Linked DNA regions of Cricetulus griseus: region 1 is linked to region 2. The links are chromatin contacts, called in public Hi-C maps. All regions are on one chromosome and are shown on one strand. The core of a region is the stretch at or near the end of the contact, and the rest is flanking DNA. Distances in the headings are between cores, read along the strand shown. Region 1 has its middle 21 kb from the start of Claudin-4. Region 2 holds the start of Tmem270 (transmembrane protein 270).

Region 1 (3,509 bases), core at 859-3,358, 57 kb before region 2:
GCATAGCCCTGGTTTCGATATCCAGCATTAAAAAACAAAAACAGCCAGGCAGTGGTGGAGCACAACTTTAAGCACAACAGCATTGGTGGCAGAGGCAGGAGGATCTCTGAGTTTGAGACCAGCCTGGTCTACAGAGTGAGTCCCAGGACAGACAGGGCTACACAGAGAAACCCTGTCTCAAAACAAACAAACAAACACCAAAAAGAACCCAAAGCACAACTAAAAAGAAAAGGCCAAAGTGCAGATTAATGGGCACCGTGTGGCATTTCACCCTCTGCGTTATCGCAGATGTCTTAGAGATGTCTGCGTTCTTACCCTCTTGGGGTTTTCGGTGAAGGTTTCTTGGCTCTAGATCAGGGAATAGGTAGTTTATATTTCCCTCCCTCTCTGCTGCCCCAGGGCTCTGTCTTCTCATTCCAACTTCCGGGCCCCCTAAGGGCCTTTTGAGAAGCAAAACTGGTTGGGGCAGGTAGGTGTGGGTGGGCCTCTTGTGGGAGCCGGTCTTGGTAGGTTTCCTGGTACCGTCCTCGGCCGCAGGGTCTTGAGGGCCTGGACCTCCTGCGCATGCTTACTACACCCTGAGTCTAAGGATAGATGGGTTGTTATTGCCTGGCGCGACAGGGTGCTGTGTTCTCATCCACAGAGTCCATAGTTCTGGGTACAACCTTCCCCTCCCTTCGCGGACATTGGGAAGGTGTGAGGTGAGAATGGCCAGGTCAGAGTGGAACTGTTTTCTCTCTACATGACCTGGTTGGCTACTCTGGGGTAATTCCCAGGCTCTTAGGTGTCACTGAGCAGGTGAGAAAGGGGTGAGTCACACCTGCCTACCCCTCCCCCTTGGGAGAAACTCTCTCTCCCCAGGGCTAGGTTTCACCAAGCCATAAACAGGCCCTGCCCAAGATCACTTTCTTCCGTTTTCTGCCAGGTTCAACTGAACCCAGCCTGGGGGCTGCCAGGAAGCCTGGCCAAGGGCACTTCCTGGTTTCAGGCCGGATCCCTGAATCCCCTGGCCCACTCTAATCGCTTTCTTGTCCCCCTAGGTCCCCTCTGCCCCTACTGAAAGCTGAGTTTCCCACTGTTGGAATTTTCATTCTCTCTGGGGAGTTATGGAGGGCAGCTGGGGATGAAGAATCAGGAACTTAGTGAATGGGCCCAGGATGAGGCCAGGGTAGTTCTTTTCTTAAATTCGATTTATTTAGTTTAGTTAATGTGAGTCTTTCGCCAGTGTATATGTTTTGTATGTGTAAAAGTGCAAAATGTGCTGTCGGAGGTCAGAAAAGGGCGTCAGACCCTCTGGAGCTGGAATCACGGATGTGTTGTGAGCCACCAGGCAGGGGCGGGGCATCTCTCCCGGATTTTCTGGGGGTTACAGCTGGCGGGGTTTAAGCTCTTCCCTAGGTGAGCACGTAGGCAGGGCCTTCCATTCCAAAGTATCTCGGTGGGCGGAGTTTCCCAGTCTACCGGTAAACCGTGTGGGCGGGGCTTCTGACCTTATTGTAGGGGGGCCTATCAGATTCCATCAGGAGGATGTTGGCAGGGCCATCTAGAGACTAGATGGTGTGGGCGGGGCTTCAGTTCCTGTAGCGAATCTATAGGTGGGGCTCTCCACCCATCTTGAGCGTGTGGGAAGGGTCTCCGTCTTTTAGGGGTGGAAGCTGCTGGGGAAAGATGTAAAGTTGCCATCATCCTAGCGGCTCCAACAGCTTCTCCCTCTTTCTTCTTCTTCATCCAGGCGTACACTCCTCCTCCCGACGCTACATCAGGACTAGCTTGAAAGGACTCTGCCCAGCTGGGTCCCCAGGGTGGCGGTATTCCACAAGACCAAGCAGAGGTCGTTTGGTGTGTGCAGTGAGTTGGGGGGTGAGGTGGGGCAGTGAGGTGAAGGCGCTTGCCACTGAGTTCGGTTTCCAGAAATCACAGAGTAGAAGAAGAAAACTTCAGTGGTTGTTTTTTGACCTCTACATGCATGCATGCATGCCATGGCATTCTCATGCGCGCACGCACGCACACACACACACACACACACACACACACACACACACACACACACACACACACTTTATAAATAAGCAAGCTGATCGAGCTGCAGCGACTCTCACCTCCACTAGGGGTGCTCTCGTGTCCAGAGCCACAGTTCCCCCACCAGGAATGGATGGGCTCTTCTTTCCATTCAGTCTCCCGGGATCTCATATTTCTGTCTCAGGTTGGCCTTTTCAGACTATGTCAAGGCTCGGTCATACTTGCTATTCCCTCCGCAGACAACTAAGGTGTACTGGACCCAGCCTCAACATCCAGTCAGGCAGCATGAGAGGACAGACTCAGATCTCTAGCACTCCACAACTGTTACCTTTTTTAAACGGAAGAGTCCCACCTCTGGTTCTCTACATAGGCAGCCAATTTGGAGGTGTTTTAGCATCCTGTTCCAACGGCTGTATCTCTCCATCCTCCAGTGTTATATGAGATTTTCAAAATTTCTATCAAACTTTGTGGAAGCTGCAGTTCTCCCTAACAAACAGGAGAGGGCGACTCTAGCAAGAGACACAGTTGTCCAGGACCAATCTCTGGCCCTGGAGAAAGAAGCCAGTGGGACAGGCAGTTGAGGTTGATGTGATCAGTGTCACCTAGGATAGGAGATATTCACTCTCACTCTGAAGTTTGTTTTAAGATTTTATTTTTTCCGGGCGTTGATGGCACACACCGTTAATCCTAGCACTCGGGAGGCAGAGGTAGGCAGATCTCTGTGAGTTTAAGGCCAGCCTGGTCTGCAGAGTGAGTTCCAGGACAGCCTCCAGAGCAATACAGAGAAACACTGTCTTGAAAAATCAAAAAAGAAAAAAAAATATTTTTGCCTGGTGTGGTGATGCACACCTTTAACCCCAGCACTCCAGAGGCAGAAGCAAGTGGCTCTCTTGAGTCTGAGTCCAGTTTGGCCTACATAGTGCCACCCTGTTTCAAAATTTTTTATTTTTAGCTGGGCAATGGTGGAGCACACCTTTAATCCCAGCACTTGGGAGGCAGAGGCAGGTGAATCTCTGTGAGTCTGAGGCCAGCCTGGTCTACAAGAGTTAGTTCTTGGACAGCCAAGGATACACAGAGAAACCCTGTCTTGAAAAAAAAAACATATTTATTTATTCGTGGTACAGGAAGGGCCTCATGAATGCTGAGTAGGCATTCTACCATAGCCCCATCCCTATTTTTTAAAAAGATATAACTTAATTTATTTTATTGTATTTTCAAACTTATGGGTATGGATGTTTGCCTACATTTATGTCTTGCACCAGGTGGGATGTGGCTGGGGCCCTTGGAGGACAAAAGAAGGTGTCAGATCCCCTGGAACTAGAGTTACAGACAGTTGTGAGCTTCTGTGTGGTGCTGGCACTTTTAACACAGGTCCTCTGGAAGAGCAATCAGTGAGCTTACCCACGGAGCCATCTCTCCAGGCTCTTGAGATTGTATTTTAATTTCTCCTATCCCTTTCCTCCCTCCAAACCCTCCCATAAAACCTTGTT
Region 2 (3,815 bases), core at 250-2,749:
TCTGGTGTTCTGTTCATTCGTTCGTTCCTTCATTCCTTCCCAGTGGTGGGAGTGGAACATGGCGGCCATAATCTCTACCACTGGAGCTACCTTAAGCTTTCTGCAATTGGTTCTTTTCTTCTACCATGTGGGTGTCCAGGGTCGAACTCAGGTCAATGGGCTTGGTAGCAAGTGCCTTTACCTGTTGGCCTTTATTTTCTTCTCTTTTTTCCATTTTTTCAGACAGGGTCTCTCTCTCTCTCTCTCTCTCTCTCTCTCTCTCTCTCTCTCTCTCTCATTGTTTTTTGTTGTTTTTTGAGACAGGGTTTCTCAGTGTAGCCCTGGCTGTCCTGGAACTCATTATGTATAGACCAGGCTGGTTTCAAACTTGGAGATCCACCTGCCTCTTCCTCCCCAAGGCATATGCCACCACTACCTGGCTGAAACAGAGTTTCTTTATGCCCCCTTGGCTGTCTTGGAACTAGGCTGCAGACCAGGCTGGCCTCAAAATAATCAGAGATCCACCTGTCGCTGTCTCCCCAGTGTTAGGCTTAAAATCATGTGCCACCACGCCAAACTCCATTATTTTATACCTAATCTTTTCTTCTATTGTTTTCTGGAGCATACAAAATGATCCACATGCCATTATACATATTCATATGGAAACTTGTATGTTTTTCTTCTACAAATGGCTTTATCCAAGTCACACAAATAAAAATCATGTTAAAAAACTTGAAATAGGAGGGTGCAAGGGAGAAGAATCGGAAGTTAGCCTCAGATACAAAGAGGAATGGAGGCCAAGCTGGGTTCTTCTTCTCTTGTCTAACATGTGTAAGGACCTGGTTTCAACTCCCCCAGCTCTGACAAATAAAGAAGGGGTTAAATTAAGGGGAGACTGGACGGTGTGTGTGTGTGTGTGTGTGGGGTAACGGGTGGTAGAGCACGCCTTTAATGCAGCACTCGGGAGGCAGAGACAGGCAGATCTCTGAGTTCAAGGCCAGCCTGGTCTACAGAGTGAGTTCCAGGACAGCCAGGGATACACAGAGAAACCCTGTCTCGGAAAAACCAAAATAAAATAAAGGGTGGGGTGGGGGAAAGATTGTGAGTCTCATTATTTCTGGGTGGTTCCTCTTCTTGTAACCCAGGCATTGACAGGAAATGCACAAACAGTGCTCTCAGATGCTCCAAGAGGCTGTTTACCAAGAAACCGATTGGGCAAAAATCAGAAACTTTTCTCTTGCCTGTCGAGCGCCCTGCTGACCCCGTGGTGTTTCCCGCCCCCTCGCGGCAGCGTTGCAGTACTGCACCCGTGCGGAGCGCTCTGGGGATGCGATCATGCTTCTTTATCCGGGATCCCTGGCCTGGTGGTTCCTCGTTGGTTTCCTCGATGCTCCCAGCTGTTCATCCCTGGTCTTCTGTATGGGGGAAACTCCAAGACTGAGCACCACCAGCGTGCAATTCGTTCTCCATCCCGATGTTGATGGGGAGAGAGAAGGGGAAGGGAGGGAGGCGGGGGGGGGGGGGAGGTAAGGATGGGGAGTAGTGAGGACAGAAGGGTCTCAGTTGAGGAAGCTAAATTGGGGCTCCTTCTGCAGCAAATCTGCTACTCTCGGGCCCATCCTGGAAGGTAAGGCCATACAGATTCCATCTCCTCCACCCTTCTATTTTCCGTCTTCCCTCTCTACCTTCCCACCACCCATGACTGGCAGGTAAACTAGACTGATTCTGAATGTGGTCTGAGCTGTTTTCCCGGGGGTCTCTAGCCACAGGTTGCCTAAAGCCAAAACCTGCTACTAATACACCTGCTGGAAATGACTATCCTGAACTACTGGGATGAGCCTGTCTCTAACAAAAGCCAAATCAAAATTCAAAAGGCTAGGCGTGGTGACTCATGCCTGTCATCCCAGCTGTTGGGAAGTGGAGGCAGGAGGGTCTGGAATTCAAGGTCATCTTTTTCACTTCATAGCTGGTTTGAGACCAGCCTATGCTACCTGACACCCTCTCTAAAAACATAAATAAATAAAAAGAAAGAAAGATATACAGATAGACAGAGAACTGATCCTAGAGATCTGTGGTCACTATCCGATCTGTGATCTCAATGTAGCCAGATTTGAGCTGAGGTCTCAGAGGAGCAGGAGGGGACCTAAGGAAAGAGATAGTGGCTCATGTGGCAACTGGGTCCCCATGGTAACTAACCCCCCACCCTGTGGCATCTGTGAGGTCACCCTGCCTCTCCTGGCTGGAGGAATGGATGGAGGCCAGACATGGAGGCCGTTCCCCGGGTCAGATCCGGCCTCCTCGGAATTCTGCTGCAGGTTGGGAGTCTCTCTGCGATGGTAAGCATGGTGGGGATAGGAACCTATAGAGATTCAGTGTTTACTAGCCACCAGGGAATAACCAGTGAACTCCCAGAAGCCTCATCAGGAACTACTGTGGCATGGGTGTTTATCAGCAGTCTTCCTTCCCCTCCTCCCCCTCCTTTCTTTTCTCTCTTCCCCTTCCTTCTGTTTGTTTATTTATATGTATATCCATTTTGAGAAAAGTCTCATTGGGTAGCCCCGGCTGCCCTGGTACTTGCTATGTAGAGCAGGCTGGCCTTGAACTCCCAGAGATCTGCCTGCCTCTGCCTCCCTCAGTACTGAGACTAAAGATGTGTGCCATTACACCTGGTCCTTTCTTTCGTTCAAAAAGATTATATTTGACTGACTGACTGACTGACTGACTGACTGACTGACTGACTGATTGATTGACTCTGTGTGTGTGTGTGTGTGTGTGTGTGTGTGTGTGTGTGTGTGTGTGTAGTCAGTTCTCCTCTTCCACCATGTGGGTCCTGGGGATTGAACTCAGGCCATCAGGTTTAGCAGCAAGCCCCTTTACCTGCTGAGCCATCTCATGGGCCCACTTTCCCTTTCCTCTCCCTTCCCCTCCTCCCCCCTTCTTTCTTTCTTCCTCCCTCTTCTTATTTCCTTCTGGTGTTAATGTGTGTGGGTATGACATCCGTCCATGTGTGTGGGTATGACATCTGTACATGTGTGTGGGTATGATGTCCGTCCATGTGTGTGGGTATGACATCTGTACATGTGTGTGGGTATGACGTCCGTCCATGTGTGTGGGTATGACATCTGTACATGTGTGTGGGTATGACGTCCGTCCATGTGTGTGGGTATGACGTCTGTACATGTGTGTGGGTATGATGTCCGTCCATGTGTGTGGGTATGACGTCCGTCCATGTGTGTGGGTATGATGTCTGTACATGTGTGTGGATATGACATCTGTCCATGTGTGTGGGTATGACGTCCGTCCATGTGTGTGGGTATGATGTCCGTCCATGTGTGTGGGTATGACGTCCGTCCATGTGTGTGGGTATGATGTCTGTACATGTGTGTGGGTATGATGTCTGTACATGTGTGTGGGTATGACGTCCGTCCATGTGTGTGGGTATGACGTCTGTACATGTGTTACCCATGGGTATGATGTCTGTACATGTGTGTGGGTATGACATCTGTACATGTGTGTGGGTATGATGTCTGTACATGTGTGTGGGTATGACATCTGTACATGTGTGTGGGTATGATGTCTGTACATGTGTGTGGGTATGACATCTGTACATGTGTGTGGGTATGACGTCCGTCCATGTGTGTGGGTATGATGTCCGTTCATGTGTGTGGGTATGATGTCTGTACATGTGTGTGGATGCACATGCTGTGTGTGCACATAAAAACCAGAGGTCTGGATGCCCTCCTCTATCATTCTCCCTTATTCCTTCAATCCTGTGAACTTGGGGCTGATGGGTTTTTGTTTATTTTGTCTTTTCTGGCAGCTTAGCAAGCCCCAGA

What was found. A called contact is a pair of places that touch in the nucleus more often than the background predicts.
Region 1: a Hi-C map of fibroblasts shows a contact between it and region 2, with 3 times the contacts expected there. The contact joins the enhancer-like site here to the promoter of Tmem270 in region 2. A contact is called at or near these places in 4 of 8 Hi-C or Micro-C datasets (the CHK-Q cell line, the CHO-K1 cell line, fibroblasts and 1 more).

Annotation. Positions count from the first base shown.
Region 1 is chr4:114,041,205-114,044,713 of CriGri-PICRH-1.0, reverse strand. No RefSeq gene overlaps it. Among named protein-coding and RNA genes, the nearest start is that of Claudin-4, 21 kb to the right of the region's middle. Within about 2 kb of position 2,108, at least 2 of the 6 cell types and tissues checked have open chromatin away from gene starts, as enhancers often do.
Region 2 is chr4:113,983,053-113,986,867 of CriGri-PICRH-1.0, reverse strand. Tmem270 (transmembrane protein 270) reads left to right here and starts at 1,499. Exons shown (of 3, transcript XM_035444498.1): 1 at 1,499-1,606.